4 separate regions of the Mus musculus genome follow, and regions 2, 3 and 4 are each linked to region 1. The links are chromatin contacts, called in public promoter capture Hi-C maps. All regions are on one chromosome and are shown on one strand. Each heading gives the region's core, a stretch centred on a gene start, on an enhancer-like site or on the middle of the called end of the contact. The rest is flanking DNA. Distances are from core to core; before and after follow the strand shown.

Region 1 (3,915 bases), core at 620-3,119:
GAACTCGCAGCAGCTGGCTGTTAGTGCCCCCTTTGGCATGCTGCTGCAGACAGGGTAGGGAGAACCTGTATGGCTAACCCACTGGGGGCATCCCCTGGCGCCGCGAAGCCGGGTGCTCAGCTAGGGGCCTTACACCCGGGCGCCTCGAGGCAGCATCCTAAGGTGGGGCGCATCTTCCCGCAGAGCACCCCGCAGTAGCTCACCTTTCCCGGGAGGGGTCCCGGCAGCAGCAGCTTGAGAGCCTGCCTCTTCAGCTCCACCAAGCGGGCGTTACAGTTCTCGCACCAGACGCCGCGGTCGGAGCCGGGGGAGGAGCCGCCGCCGCTGCCCGAGCCAGGGGAGCCGGTGCCGAAGCCGGGTGAGCCGCCCAGAGAGCCGGGCGAGCTGGTACCAATGCCCGGAGATGCAGGTCCCGGAGAGCCGGTGAAGGAGCTCGGGGACGAGGTGCCCGAGCCCGGGGACGGGGTGCCCGATGAGCCCAGCGCAGAGCCTGCTCCCTCCGGGGTGGGCCGGCTGCCGGCGCGCGACTCCTCGTAAGCCTTGCGGTACCAGCTCTCAGGAGAGCAGGGCGCTGAGGGCTTGGTGGGCGAGCACATTTCGTTCACCTGCCGGAGAGACGCGCGGCGTCAGGCCCTGTAGAGCCATCAGTCCCCCGTGCGGCGGAGGGCTGGTGGGGGGGGGGGGTCGCCGTCCTGCCCGCACTGATGCAAACCTGCCCTCCATCTATCTCCATCCTTCAAGTGACCAATCCTTAAGGAAGTCCTGTCCCACCCACCCTCGCCAGAGTGACCCGCACGCAGGTCCCCCTCCATTCCTCCTGGGGTCAGCACAAGAGCTTGCGGGGTGTGGATATCCTGCAGCTTCTGCGAGAACACCCAGAAATCCAGCGCCCTACTCTTTCAAACCCGGTACCCACCCCAGCAAGGGCCTAGGTACACAGTCCTAGAACACCCTATCGCAGGGTGGGTGACTGTGACTTCTGGATGTTTACTCATTCGGGGAACAGCCCCCACCCCAGGTCCTGCAGGTAAAGCAAACGGGCTCCCCGCTCCAGGGCAGCGATCCGAGGGAAGAGCAGAGGAATTCCTGGGAAATGCTCCCCCTCGGCTTAACTCTGTCTGCAAGTCCCGAAATACTGCAAAAGTTAAGGGTGTGAGGAAAGGGAGGAACCAAGGGCTGAAGACATTCCCGTAGCCAGGCGAGCTGCAGACCCGCCTCCATGCACGCACGACCCCGCCGGCCGTGGGGACGCCGGTGCACCCGAGAGCTGGGGACCCTGCATCCGCCGCCGGCTCCCGGGAAGCAGAGGACACCCACTCAGATGAGTCCCTGGAAACGCATCTCCTCGTGGACACCGCCACAACTTACCCCGTATTTCTTGCCCCTGGTGGAGACCGCAAGCCTCTCTTTATTTCCGGCTACCGAATTCATGGTGGCTCTTCCAGAGGAAAGGGTCTAAATGTTCCCACAAGGCTACATCCAAAAGGTCTGCCAACCCAGACGCGTCCCCCCTCGTGGTAGGGGTTGGTCCTCAAGTCAAGATTTCTTAATGGGGGGTTGGGAAGAATGAAAGCAAATGGACCCCAGAAGTAATAGCACCAATTTGCAGGAAAGGTTGGAACGGCTGGTGGTTCTCAAATAATGGGTCTTCTCATCTCTCTGCCTCCTCCAGCCACGCGTCCTCTCTTCGCGGTCACATCCAGATCGCTAGCATTTTCCTCCACCCGGCCAGCGCGCGTTCTCCTCTAGCGGGGCCGAAACGGAGGAGGACGGCGGCGAGGACGCAGGGAGGCTGCAGGGAAGGTGGGCGAGCCCTCGCCGAGCCGAGCCGGCGGTGGGAACTTGCCTCCTTCCCCGAGCTCGCTAACTGAGTTCAAAGAAATTCTCCCAAAATATAAGGATCCAGACTCGGGGAGGAGCCACGGCGTGTCGCCGAGCCAATATGCGCCGTCCCGTTTTCTCCTGACAGTTGCGCGCAGGGCAAGGAGAGGGCGGCTGTACGCGGCCGGAGAGCAGCCCGCGGTCAGGACGCGTGTGTCCGTCCGGGAGCAGCGCGGAGCCTAGGGAACCTCAGCCCCGCCGCCTCGGAGCCCGCCGGGCCGCCGCCGCCGCCTCGCCTGCCGCGATCCATTTACGGCGCGGCGCTTGGGCCTGGCATCGCCAGGCGCAGCCGGGGCGGGGGTGGGGTCGTAAATCTGGCTCCGGGCGGGGAAGTTGCTGGCGAGGGGCCCACAGCCCCGGGCTCCGGTGCTATCCAGCGCGCGAGCCTGTAGCTCGGAGTCGGCCGAGCTGCGCTGAAACGCAGCACCCAGGCCTCCCCGCCCCCCTCCCCGAGAGCTGGTCTCTTCCTGGCAAGGCGTGCAGGTCTGCCTTTGAAAAGCCGTGCAAACGGATTGAGTCACAAACAAGTCCGCAAACAGGCCGGGACCAACCCCCCCGCCCTTTGTTCTCCCAGACCTGCCTGGCAAACCTTGTCTTGATTCGCCCTCCTAGCCCCAGCGGGCCAGGGGACCCTCCTCCCCTGGACCCCGATTTGAGCACCGGGAGCCTTGAGCCCCCCTTCCCGCGCCCGCCCACGGGCCCAAGCCCCTGTTAATGAAGGGAAAACCTCCCGAGACCTGCACAGGTGAGCCCGAGACCCAGCCTGTAGCTGCCAGGCTGGGGAAACTGAGGGATTGGTCGCGCCGAACGCGCGCGGAAGGACTGCGCGGGCCTGGAGAGGGGGTGTGGCGCGAGCTGATCGACCTCGGGGACTGGGATCGTCCCCTTGCCCCTTTGCACGGTTGCCTGCCAGCACCCGGACCTGTGGGATCTCCAGAGCACCCAGCTGTCGCCCGCTGTCTGATTCCCGTCCCCCGCCCGGCGCAGCGCCCAGGAGCGCAGGAAGCCGGCGTACGCCGGGCTCCACACGTGGCTGCTCCGGGGTGTCATTTTTCATTTCCCGGGAGGACATTTCTTCTGGTGAGCCGGCAGGTCTATTTTGTTGTGACCTTTAATTAACACCCCACGAGACGCCTCCTGCGGGACCAGCCGGGCGCGGAGATCACGTGTGGTGTAATGGCATCTGGGTACCCCGGAAAGACCTGGCCTGGGGCTAGGCGGGGGCAGGAGGACATTTCGGGCTTCCCTAGTCGCTGTCTTCCTTCAACATATGCAAGAGAAAGGAGGGGGCAGAATACAACAATTGGGGTGCTAGAACCCGGGGCAACGCCCCCCCCTCCTGTCTTCCTGTGTGAACCTTCGGCGCCTCCCGGGCATCGCCATCCCCGCCCAGCGCCCTCTGCAGCTGGTGCACCCCGGATATTTCATAGCCTCTAAAGCGAGGCGAGAAGGTCAAAATGAAGATGTTGAGAACACTGTGGAAGTTTCCATTACGTTCCTACTTCCAATTTCAACGCGATCATATCTGCCGAAGACCTTAGGGGGACTGGTAGCCTCCAGGCAGCCCAACTGCAGCCGCATCTGTATTCTGCCTAGGTGCCGCGGAAAATATCGTCGCCATTAGCTACGCGCGGCTTATCAGCCTCAAAGCAGCATGTGGCCAGGTGAAATGGACGAGCCCGTGAAGCCCGAAGTGGGAAAGGTGGGGTGTCGAAGGGAGAGCCATTGCGGAGCTGCACGATTCGTCCTGAAGAATGATGAGCCCTGAGATCTGATGTGCATCTCAAAATATCTTCGGTCCCCGGCGTTTGATGGGCTCGGAGCGCCCTCTGTTGGTGAAATTTTATAGATGGCGGCTCCTCAAGAGAGTTGATGTAAAATCTACATACAGTGAAATGCATAAAATTTAAGTGTAAAATTCCATGAGTTTCTATAAATAAATACATACACGAATATATCTATATATGTATATATATACAATATATATATACAATCTAATATATATATACAATCTAATATATATAATATATATAT
Region 2 (3,915 bases), core at 902-3,401, 1.1 Mb before region 1:
TAAACAACTATATCTGACCCAATTATAGAGAGGAGGCCGAGGCCGTCAGCACTCGGCACCATGAGAATTAAAGAGGACTTGGAGGCCAATGCACTTTTTAGTAGTTTTAAAGAATTATTTTACTAAATTGTGTGTGTGCACATACGCACGTCAGTGCAGGTGCCCAAGGAGACCAGAGGTAGCAGATATTCCCTCAAGCTGGAGTTCCATGGGGCTGTCAGTCACCCAATGCAGCTGCTGGGATCCTCAGCAAGAGCAGTACATGTTCTAACTGCTGGGACACCTCGCCAGACCCGTGATTTCATTTTTAAGTAGTCCAGCCTATATAAAATCATCCAAGCTTATAAGGAAATAACTGGAACTAATTGACCCAATAGAGCCATGCAAGTCTCCACTGATTAAGGCACTCTCTGCAAAGCTGCCTAATTTGGGCAATGTAGATGGTAAGGAATTAGGTTATAATTATACAGCAGTGGTTCTCTGCCTTCCTAGTGCTGTGACCCTTTAATCCAGTTCCTCATGTTGTAGTGACCCCAACCATAAAAATTATTTTCGTTACTAATGTATAGCTGTAATTTTGTTACTGTTGTCAATCATAATCTAAGCATCTGTGTTTTCCGATGATCTTAGACAACCCCTATGAAACAGTCATTCGACCTTCAAGGGGTCTGCAATCCACAGGTCTCTGAGAACCACTGCTATACTCTCACTGAGGGAAAATAAAAGGAACAATGTATTTTAATAATGGCCTGTTTTCCAGAAAACAATAAATGTCCAAAACTTCTCTGTCAAGGTTCTGTGTGTTAGCAATGGCAGCACAAAACAAAAGGCTGTGTTCCCTTGCCCTGACAAGGCTCAGTGTGGAACCATAAAACTGAATAGAAAGAATGAAGAACAAGTATGACTTGTCCTGGGTGGAGATTTAGTTGCCAAACTCCAAGGCTATGGGGTTCTAAGTCGGGTGCTTCCCCAAAGCAAAAAGGTTGGGTGTGTGTGTGTGTGTGTGTGTGTACACGCAAGAGCACCCACGTGTCCCTCCTCACTCCCATGTGTGCATCACAACACTTAGGACAAGGCCTAGCATGGAAAATACTACTCAATCAACATGTTGACTAGAAGCTGAAAGAATAAGTAAACATCCAAAACTTAAAAAGAAAAAAAAAATTCCCACATTTTTATTAAGAATAAGACGACTGGAGTGGAGGGTGGGGGTGCGAAGAGGCAAGGGCATCAGTATGTCCAGGTCAGCCCACACTGCCTCAAGCAATTAAAGTGAGAACTGCAGGCGGATTTCGACAAGCAAAAACACAAACTGAAAACCAGAAAAACACACACACACAAAAAAGCAAGCAGCTAGCGGGGTAACTCAGAAGCACGGTGTATATGCTTACCACGTTCAGAAGTGCTGAGCTAAATCCGTATCACCAAGCCACAAAAATAGGTGCACTATAATATTGCTAGTACAACTCAGCTTTCTTAATTGTCCCCAAGAGACAAACTACAATGGACCTCCAAGAAATCCGTGTCTTATTTCCCTTTCCCACAAGTACAAGAACCCTTCAAACCCATCAGAACAACAGAGATGGACAGAGGAGCCACTGAAGTTCTGAACTCTCTCTCGACAGTGGAGATCCCCAAATTGGGAGGGAGAGAAAAGCCTTTTCTTCTTTTTTTCCTTTAATTTAGGAGCGGAACAAGGCCCGGCCCGGCTCGGCCAGGCGAGGCGTCCGGTCCTCCCGCAGGGCTCGATGCAGGCGCACGCTAGGGAGACGCCCCTCGGCGACCTGCGCCCAGCCCGGCCCGGCCCTGCCCACCCCGGCGACCCCGCCGTGTTACCCAGTTTCTGGGCAGCCTTCTCCAGCACTTGCTGCAGCTTCTCCTTGGAGCGACCCGCCACGGCCCAGGGCAGGCGGGAGCTCTGCTCCGAGGCTATCTGCTCCCGGGCCACCTCCTCCGTCACGAACTGGCCGGTGAAGCCAGAGGCGCCGAACACCACCAGGTGGAAAGGCCTCTGCTCCGTCGCCATGACGAGTCCACAGCGAGCTGCAGCCCGGGGCGGGCTGAGTCCACCGCGCCTGCGCCTCAGGCCGGGACCCCAGTACCGGGCGCAGCAACCGCCGCTGTCCTGGCCGCCGTCGGCGCGGCTACAGCGCCCGGCTCCCTTCGGCCCACGCGCGGGCCACGCCCACAGCCACGCCCACGCCTCCTCGCGACCAAGCTGCTGCGCCGCATCCCGGGCCACCGGCCGGTGCCGCGCCGCCACATCCGGCTCGGGCTGCACGTCCGCTTCGGTGGCTGACAGGAGCGGCCGACGGCCCATTGCTGCCCGCCGCCCGGCTACCCGCATCAATCTGGCCACCCGAATCATCGCGTCCTCTTGGTTCCCCTGAAGCAGAACCAGGGCGGGCCGGTTCTTCCCGCTTCTCTGGGGGGATTGCGAAAAGAGACGGCCGGGGGGTCGCCCACGCCGAGAACTGGAGCTTGGAAGTCGGTGGCGGAGGAGAAGCTTATTAGCAATAAGGAACGCTGGTGACCCGAGCTGAGAGCATTGGACTGACTGTCTGTCATCCAGCCTTTCTGATGGTGTCAGAGACCATTGCTTTGGGCTAGGCTTCCTTTAAAAAAATTTTTTAAATTATTTTTAAGTTTGTTTATGCGTCTGTATGTCTTGTCTGTGCACACGCCCGTGCCACAGGAGCCAGGGGACAACTAGTCTAGGGATCAAATGTCAGGATCAGCAGTAAGCACTTGTGCCTACTGAGCTATTCTCGGAGCTGCTACAGACCAAACCTAATCGTGTTCGTTGAGACTTATTGTAGAAAGCAGAATGTCCATGGGGGTGGGTACAGCAGCTAGGCCAGGGTATTTAGATGACCACTATCCCATGAAGCCTCTCATTTGCCTTAGTGATTTTTTTTTTTTTTTTCTGTAAATATCACTTGACTTGAATTCCGTTCTGGATTTCTTAGACCCAGCTCTGGTTTTCAGGGCTGCCCAAATTGCTGATTATTGTTGAGCGTTGTTTGTTTGTTTGTTTTCCTTTGTCTTAAGCTTGCTTAAAGTTTTGTTGTTGCTTTTGTTTCCAGACAGCTTCTCTGTGGCCTCAGAATCTGGGTCCTCCAGTGTCAGTCTCCTGAGTCTTTGAATTACAAGCCTTCCACCCCACTTCCCACCCCACTCCTTTTCTTTTGTTTTTTTGAGACAGTGTTTCTCTTTGTTAACTCTGGTGGCTGTCCTGGGACTCTCTTGGTAGACTAGGCCAGCCTCCAGCTCAGATCCACCAGCCTCTGCCTCCTGAGCACTGGACCAGCTTCCCCTGCTGTTTTTTGTTGTTGTTGTTTTGTTTTGTTTTGTTTTTAATGCTCTAGTTGGTTTTCTCTCACGATCAAGAAATTCTTGGGGAATGAAGAGATGGCTCCACAGTTAAGCACACTAGATGCTCTTCCAGAGAACTCAGGTTCGATTCCTAGCACCCACAAGGCAACTTACAGCCTTCTGTAACTCCAGTTCCAGGGGATCTGGTACTCTCTTCTGGCTTCCTCTGGTACCGGGTACTTACATGATGCACAGAAGTACACACAGGCAAAACACACACACACAAAACCAAACAAAAAGAAAATATCTGATAAATTAACTTGCAAAGAAGAAGAAGTTTGCTTAGGTTTGCAGTTTGTGTATTTTCAGTCTTTAGTCAGATGTGCCTGTTGCTTTGGGTCTCTGGGCCTCTGGTAGTCTTTCTGGATGCCGGTGACTGGACTTCAAGGCAGAGAAAATTACTCTTATGTGCATTGGTGTGAGAGGATCAGGTGCTGGAGTTACAGACAGTTGTGAGCTGCCATGTGGGTGCTGGGAATTGAACCTGGGTCCTTTGGAAGAACAACCAGTAGCCCTTAACCACTGAGCCATCTCTCCAGC
Region 3 (3,915 bases), core at 519-3,018, 1.1 Mb before region 1:
ACTCACTCGGTCTTCACTGTCCCGCCTTTCTTCTGGGGCCATACACACTTCCAGACACAGTGTGCTTACGTCACAGGCTTTCCTGTCACCACAGAGTGCACTCTCAGGACCAGTCTCCAAGCCAGCCTGACTCTGTGCTGATTTCCCATCACTGGCCGTGACATCAGGCTGCCGCGGCTCAGCTACCTCACTGCTGTGAGGCTGGTCCCTGGGCAGCGCTTCAAATGCGTCCTGCAGAGGAAGGCAGAGTTCTTTTCGGTGTGCCTGTGAATATTTACCCTCTGAAATCAACCCAGGCAGTGCACCGTCGTCGCCGGTGGAGAGCTTCTGCTCTGCCACTGATTCACTAGGAGGAGCCACCTTAGGGTCTCTGGCCACACCGCAGTGGTCCTCTGTGGGAGGCGCCGGCACGCAGCTGCTGTCTTTGCAGGCATTCGAGGCAGCAGCTGGCCCTGACCTGCTCCCGGCTGTCTCCAGGGACTGGGTGTGGAGGTCCAGTGTGGCATTGGTGCTGCTGGGCAGCTCCTCCGTGTGGTCCTTTCCTGCAGTCCCTGGAAGCTCGGGGGAAGCTGTCTGCCACTCCATCTGATGACAGCCGGGGCTGCTCTCCTGGGGCTCCTCCTCATGCCGGTCTCCACTTGGATCCGTGCTGGGACAGGTTTCAATCTCTGAATATGAAGAAAAATAAGCTGCTTTTGGACTCCAAACAACGCTTTGCATACAAAGGTAGAGGGGAACACATGCACACGTGTGACACAAAACTATTCTAACCCTTTCAGACAGAAATGCTGTCTGTTACACTGCAGTGTCCTTAGGCAGAACACACACGCCATGTGGTTAATAAATAGTATTAATGTAGTGAAAAATGATTATTCAAAAGCATGTTAAAGTAAATGAATGATTCAGTCCTCATTATAAATAAAAAAGTTTAAATTCTGAATTTTTTGTCTTTTATATTTAAATAAATACACTTATTATTTTTCTTTTTTTAAAAATCTAATAAACCAGAAAACTTTTTTAGCTTCTACTTACTTAAGGCATGCCATTATTGGGTAAGTATTTGGGTAATCTTACTAATAATATAAAGATGTAAATAGGACGAAGTTTATTCAGAATGAAGGAAGGAGAGTTTGTCAGATTAGACTTGTAATCTGAACACAGCACCTTTGAAAATGTGCCTTCAGAGCACAGGCAGCTTCCTAGTACATGGGCGCAGAGGGGACTACAGAGAATACATCTGACAAGAAGCAGAAACAGGTTTGAATTTCTACCTCTCAATACTTTTTAAAGAAAAAACTTGTATGTAAACAAAAAGCAGAACTTGCCCATTGGTCAAGAAAGAAGCCCTCTCATCTTGTTAGCTAAACATTCTACGAGGGCATATATAATTTCCACAAAAAACAGTCAAAAGTGTAAGACAAAATAATAGTTTTATTCCTTTTAAATTTTAGTTTACTAGAACTTCAATTACCAACTGACAATCTAAGCAGTCCAGCCCCAAGACCAGGTATTTCCTAAGTTCTGTCTCAGATGCCGGAGAGGCCAAAACGGCCTGGCAGACTCCGCTGTCATGCAGAGGCGGCACCGGAAGAGTTCTGCACGGTCCCTGGCTCCCGACCCCCAACTTCTGATATCAGAGAGCACTGAGAAGAAGTGGCCATCTCTGGAGAGTCCAAGGTTTGGCTGCAAGACAGCAGGTCCCCATGGGTTGTGAGCCTTGCCCAAGCTTATTGGCATCTATCAGGCAGGGTATGGGGCAAAGGTCAAAGTAAGAAAGGCTACAGCCAGGTGGGAAATGGGTCAAGCTCAGTCATAAAGTCCAATGAGACCGGGCAGCACATTCCTGGTCTGTTAACCCCCAAGGCTGGGGATCTCCACATAAGGGAAAGGACAATACATAACAAGGACAAAATACAGAGAAAGATGCAGAGTGCAGGGCCCCAAGCTACACTGGAAAGGCATCCACAGCACTGACAATTCTCTCTTAAAGATGAGGTGGGGCCAGATGCCCTTCTTTGTCCAGGATCATGATGGATATTGTTGTTTGGATTGTTGAAGCCAGTGATAATCCCAACCGTTTACTCAGTCAAAAAATGAGGTATTCAGTTAGAAGAGCAAGGATCCAGGCTTAACTTAAGAACCAGAGCACCAGACAAATGGCCTTAACTGTGGTGCCTCGGTCTCCCCATCTGTACCACAGAGAGCGCAGCAGAGGACAGGCCGGTGCTGGGCTGCATGCAGTGCTAAGCTTCGCTTCACACACAGGGTTCCTAACAGCAATCTTCCCAGTGCACACAATGTGGAGGCACGGCCACACTCAAACTGGGTGACTCCTGAGTCCATCCCTTTACTGGGTGCATGTGTGTGTGTGTGTGTGTGTGTGTGTGTGTGTGTGTGTGTGTGTGTGTGTGTGGACATGACTCAGGACAGGATCTTCTACAGCCCAGGCCAGGCTTAAACTCGCCCTGTAACTAAGAGGACGACTTTGAGTCGTGTTCTCCTGCCTGCCCCTTTCGGTTCTGGGATTACAGGTGCACATCACCGTGTCTATTAAGTTGCAATAAAGCTTATTTTACCCTGGTTTCTGACATTTAAAAAATTACTAGAAAAAAGACAGAAAAAAAAAAAAAACAAGCGTGTGAGGTTGACACAAAACAAAATCCCTAATTTGTGTCATAAGAGAAAAGGGAATGAAGATTTGGAACTGACTTAACAAGAGCTTTGGTAGAGCAGAGGGCTAGTGAATGGCAACAGTCACATCTGTACTGTCAGGGAGGCTCACTCAGAACGCCTGCCATCTCTCTTTAAAACAGTTCAAATCATAAGGTTCATAATATAAACTGATAATAAAATCATCATCAGGATAAAAATGTCCTGAAAATATTTACTTCTAAAGCTTTGTAAATACATTTAGAAATGTTTCCCAAAGCCTGTTTGATATGCTTGCACATGCACTTATATAGTCACAGACATACACACAAAGCGGTATGAATCACACACACTCTCACAGCACACATGCAATGTCTCACACACACAGTCACACACACACACACACACACACACACACACACACACACACATCCGTTTGCACATGCACTTATATAGTCACAGACACACACACTCACTCATACAGTGTCTCTCACACACAGTCACACTCTCACAGCACACATGCAGTGTCACACACACATACACACACACACACACAGAGTCACACTCATTCATCCGCTTGCACATGCACTTATATAGTCACAGACACACACACACACTCATACAGTCTCTCTCACACACAGTCACACTCTCACGCACACATTAACATACACACACTCACAGACACACATTCACATACATACCCACCCATACACACACACACAAACACACACTCATACACACACACGCATATACACACTCATACACTCACACACACACACACACACACACACACACACACACACACACACACTGTATGTTAGCTAACAAAGGAGAGAGGATAACGTTCTATAAGTTCTCCAGACAGAACTTCTCCCTAGCTAGGCTTACAGAACAGGTTGGTACCTGGTTAATCTGTTCAGTAATAGTTTGGTTTTTTGTTTGTTTGTTTTTGTTTGTTTGTTGTTTGTTTTTACACAAGAAAGAATCTAAATACACCAAAGCTATTTCAGACCACTCTGTATAATCATTTTATATTATGTTTTCCATACTGACATTAGAGAAAATATTTAGATTTTAAAGAATTTATATTCTATTACTTCTAGTTATCTAAAAATAGAAATACATATAGAAATGTAGGTTTTCTATTTTTTAAAAGTATATGTACAAAAACCTAAATAAAAAAAATTCCAACCCAGCATTTCACATGTAACACTTAAAATGCTGCAGGTGACAGGGCTCCTGTAAGCCTCTCTAGTGTTCTCTGCA
Region 4 (3,915 bases), core at 647-3,146, 1.0 Mb before region 1:
CATGGTGTGAGTCATCTGACATGTTGACTCTTTAGTCAAAGAATTTCAAACAAATATATTCAAGGAAGGCCTATATAAAACGTGGAAGCCCAGAAAACCTCAAGGAAGAAATACCAAACAAGCATTCTAACAGTTTAAAAATAGAAGTCTTTATTTTGTTAAAAGCATAAACTTGCCGTGTGTGGTGGCGCACGCCTTTAATCCCAGCACTCGGGAGGCAGAGGCAGGTGGATTTCTGAGTTGGAGGCCAGCCTGGTCTACAGAGTGAGTTCCAGGACAGCCAATGCTACACAGAGAAACCCTGTCTCGAAAAAAAAAAAAAAAAAAAAAACATAAACTTAATCACATATAAAATTTAAATCATGATTCTTACACTTAAATGTAGTGGTATTAAGCATAAGCTCTGATTAAGGTGAAAGACGCTGCACAGGAATAGTTAGGTATATACCAGTGACTAGAACTACTTTAGGAGACTGTATTGCCATATTTCTTTAATTCATTCAGATCAGACTGAAATACTTTAACTTTCACATACCAAGTTCCTTCAAAAGAACAAAGGCTGACTCCTAAGTTTGAATTTGCCAATTTATAGTCAGGTCAAAAGTCAGAGATGGTGATCCAAGGGTGCTCTACTAGCCTCAAGTCCAGAGACGCCCACTCCTCACCAGCTCAATACTGAGGAAGAAACACTCACACTCCAGCACCTTCTCATTAGACACTCCAACACACACACACACATACACACACACACACACACACAGACACACGTACGCACGCATGCACGCACGCACGAACGTACTCCAACACGCCCTTCACTGCGTTCAATACTGTTTTATATAGTTTTTGCTGATGCTTGTTTTATTTCTTGGGGTTTCGTTTTTGGAGACAAGGTCTCCCTCCGTACAGTAGCTTAGGATGGCCTGGAACATGCTGTGTAGCTCAGGCGAGTCTCAATCTCAAGCTCTTCAGTCTGAATGCTGGAATTGCAGCATGCTTTACCACACTCGATTGAGTTCAAACAGTTTTCAAGTGCCAGTCAAAACCTTTCAATTTCACATTTTAGTTATGAGTGTTGACTGCGGTACCGAACTACCAGGAAGCTTCTAGAAGTTAACCGTGTATCAGCTTGGAGGGCTGATGGAGAACCAGAGAAGACTGACATTTCCCCTTGTTTTCTAAAATGAATGTAGAGCATACAGGACTCAGACAGTGCTTCTAAAAGTGGGATTCTCATGACCTTGGTTCATTGCTGGTGGGAGTAGAAATGGGTGTAAGTAGTACCGAAATCAGGATGGGCTTCTCAAAACACTAAACACAAAGTAGGATGATGGTATACGCCTAGGATCCCAGCACTTGGTAGGGAAAACCATAGGACCAGATAGATGTTCAGGCTACATAGCAAGTCCAAGGGCAGCCTAGGCTAATAACACCCTGTGTCAATCAACAACATAACCCAAATTAATAATAGAAGGACTAAGTGAGCTAACTATATATATGTCCCCTGCGTGCATACTTCAAGGACTCTAAGTCCTACCACAGTGATATTTTGCGCATACATGTTTATTGCTACCCTACTCACAACAGCTAACAAATGGAAGCAGCCCAGAATTCCATCAATAGTTGGAAAAGAGAAATGTGGAGCATAGACACAACAAAATATTAAAAAGGAAAGAAAGAAATCATGACATGTGCAGAAAAATGGATGGACCTGGAAATTATTTAAAGTGAGATGAACCAGGCTCAGAAAAACAAGTACTGCCTGCTCTCTGACACTCAGAGCCTAGATTTTAATGTTTGTGTCGGTGCACATGCACAAACGAGTGTGGAGGCCAGAGGTTGATGCAGGGAGTTTTCAGTTGCTTTCCACTTCCTTTTTAAAGATTTCTCTTATTGAGCCAGAGGCTCATTGATTTGGCTAGGTTGGCTATCCCTGTGTCCCCAGTGCCAGGATTACAGATGTGCAATGACACACTCAGCTTCTTTTTTGTTTGTTTGTTTTTTTCCGAGACAGGGTTTCTCTGTGTAGCCCTGGCTGTCCTGGAACTCTGTAGACCAGGTTGACCTCAAACCCAAAAAAATCCACCTGTCTGCCTCCCAAGTGCTGGGATTAAAGGCATGAACCACCACCACCGCCTGGCTCAGCTTCTTACAGATGTTCTGGGAACTCAAGTCCAGGTCCTCACACTTGTGGGCCAAGCGCTTTACCCAGTAGGCCATTGTCCCAGTTCCAATTTCAGTGCGTGTGTGTATGTGTGTGTGTGTGTGTGTGTGTGTGTGTGTGTGTAAGACTAATGCTTCTCAGTGCTCTCTCCCTAAGATGCTGCCCTCAGGGCTCCCTTGTGGACAATGTCAGCGCGTAGCTCCCGAGGAAGCGAATGTGAAGTCACAAGGTTTGACTGCTGGTCTACTGGATGTTGCCTGTACACAATGGCAGCATTCAGTCGAAGACCATGACCAGCAAGAGAAAGCAGTAATGGATCCTATCTAGTGGGGAAGGTGGTAAAATGCATATCAAGTGCTTTGACTGACAGGAGTTGACAGGAGCTGAAATGTTCATTTTACATAACTAAATTAAAATGGAAATTAATTCAGTAACTGAAAGCCTTAGGCACATGTGGAACACTGTATTTGAGCCTTTTACATCAGTAAATTTTACGAAATCAAAATACAGATTAAGCACTGGGCACAGTGGTCCACACCTATAATCTCAGCACCCAGGAAGCAGGGGTGGCAAGAGGGTCACAGTTTGCGGCCAGCCCAGGTATAGAGAGCTGGAGACCACCCTCAGTAACACAGTGAGGCCCTGTCTCTAAACAAGGCCATGGGTTAAGGCACTTGCTACCAAGCTCACAAGCATGCACCCACATGCTAAATAAATGTAATTTTTTAAAAGGGTTATTAGCTAAGCTTGCTGGTACACACCTACAAACCCAGCACTGAGGAAGCTGGGGCATAAAGACTGCTGTGAGGTTGAGACTAGCCTGGGATATATGTAGAGTACTAAGCTAGCCAGCCCTACACAAGACCCTGTGTTTCACTCTAACATGTACCAAGAAGGGGAGAGGCTTTTCCTAGTGTAGTTTCTAGAAACAATATTACATATACAGCCTGCACTGTATTTCTATTGGTCCATACCGCTCTGACACAGCCTTGACAAGGGTCATAGTCATGGTGACTCACTCCATGCTAATTCATTCTTGCTAATACAAGTTATGCTACAGGCATTTCCTGGCACAGACATTATAATTAGTGTAACATGACAATGTAAATAAATACCTACTGACAGAAATAGATGCTATAGGCCTTTAAAAGTAATTTCTACTCCTTGTTTATTTATTTTCAGAATGTCAGCCTCAGAATTATGCATCCCCCTTGTTGGTACTTCCTCATACCCAAACGTCAAAACATTTTGGGCACATTGTAAAAGTTGTATATCAAAAACAAAACCAGACTCACAGGAGGTGCACACACTGAAGAGATGGGGCATAGTGTTGGGAGAGGGCCCTGGGAATTACCTGGAAAGTATCAAGCAGCCAAGACAGGGGCAACTGGCCCACTCGCACGTGAGTGTTAGTTACCATAAGTCCATACTGTGCATTCTACTCCATAAATCCACACTGTTTAGAGATGAATTCTATCATAATTCCAAATTCTACTTCGTGGTATATTCACTGTCTTCAAATCAGCCTCATGGTGCAGTTAAATTACAAAGTAGTAGCTAAACAGAGATCTGCATCCTAACCTTCTACAGGAGAAACGAATCACCAGGAGTGCCAGACTCTTCTAGGTTAACAGAAAGTGACGCCAACTGTCATTTATACCATATTCTGCAAAACTTAAGTCATTCTTTTTCCTGTTTCTTTTTTTTTTTTTCCTTTTTTTTTTTTTTTTTTCCTGTTTCTTTATGTGGACAAC

Evidence for each region. Promoter capture Hi-C pulls out the DNA fragments that hold promoters and counts their contacts.
Region 2: a promoter capture Hi-C map of liver shows a contact between it and region 1, with 5 times the contacts expected there. The contact joins the promoter of Sccpdh here to the promoter of Kif26b in region 1. A contact is called at or near these places in 8 of 39 promoter capture datasets (3T3-L1-derived adipocytes, the HPC-7 cell line, embryonic stem cells and 4 more), 1 of 115 datasets of contacts at active chromatin or transcription factors (embryonic forebrain) and 1 of 9 other capture datasets (liver).
Region 3: a promoter capture Hi-C map of liver shows a contact between it and region 1, with 4 times the contacts expected there. The contact joins the enhancer-like site here to the promoter of Kif26b in region 1. A contact is called at or near these places in 5 of 39 promoter capture datasets (the C10 cell line, the HPC-7 cell line, hippocampal neurons and 2 more) and 2 of 115 datasets of contacts at active chromatin or transcription factors (embryonic forebrain and embryonic stem cells).
Region 4: a contact with region 1 is called in a promoter capture Hi-C map of liver, with 2.5 times the contacts expected there. The contact joins the enhancer-like site here to the promoter of Kif26b in region 1. A contact is called at or near these places in 3 of 39 promoter capture datasets (frontonasal cranial neural crest, liver and second pharyngeal arch cranial neural crest) and 4 of 115 datasets of contacts at active chromatin or transcription factors (bone marrow-derived macrophages, embryonic forebrain, forebrain and 1 more).

The regions. Positions count from the first base shown.
Region 1 is chr1:178,527,079-178,530,993 of GRCm38.p6, reverse strand. It overlaps Kif26b (kinesin family member 26B), which reads right to left and starts at 1,869. Exons shown (of 15, transcript NM_001161665.1): 1 at 1,369-1,869; 2 at 204-605. The coding sequence starts at 1,431.
Region 2 is chr1:179,666,467-179,670,381 of GRCm38.p6, reverse strand. It overlaps Sccpdh (saccharopine dehydrogenase (putative)), which reads right to left and starts at 2,151. Exons shown (of 12, transcript NM_178653.3): 1 at 1,837-2,151. The coding sequence starts at 2,026.
Region 3 is chr1:179,606,539-179,610,453 of GRCm38.p6, reverse strand. It overlaps Cnst (consortin, connexin sorting protein), which reads right to left. Exons shown (of 11, transcript NM_146105.3): 9 at 1-668. Among named protein-coding and RNA genes, the nearest start is that of Sccpdh, 60 kb to the left of the region's middle. Within about 2 kb of position 1,768, at least 10 of the 459 cell types and tissues checked have an H3K27ac peak or open chromatin away from gene starts, as enhancers often do. A contact at or near this core is called in liver, where this site is marked.
Region 4 is chr1:179,569,917-179,573,831 of GRCm38.p6, reverse strand. All of the region lies in intron 1 of Cnst (consortin, connexin sorting protein), which reads right to left. Among named protein-coding and RNA genes, the nearest start is that of Cnst, 25 kb to the right of the region's middle. Within about 2 kb of position 1,896, at least 50 of the 459 cell types and tissues checked have an H3K27ac peak or open chromatin away from gene starts, as enhancers often do. A contact at or near this core is called in liver, where this site is marked.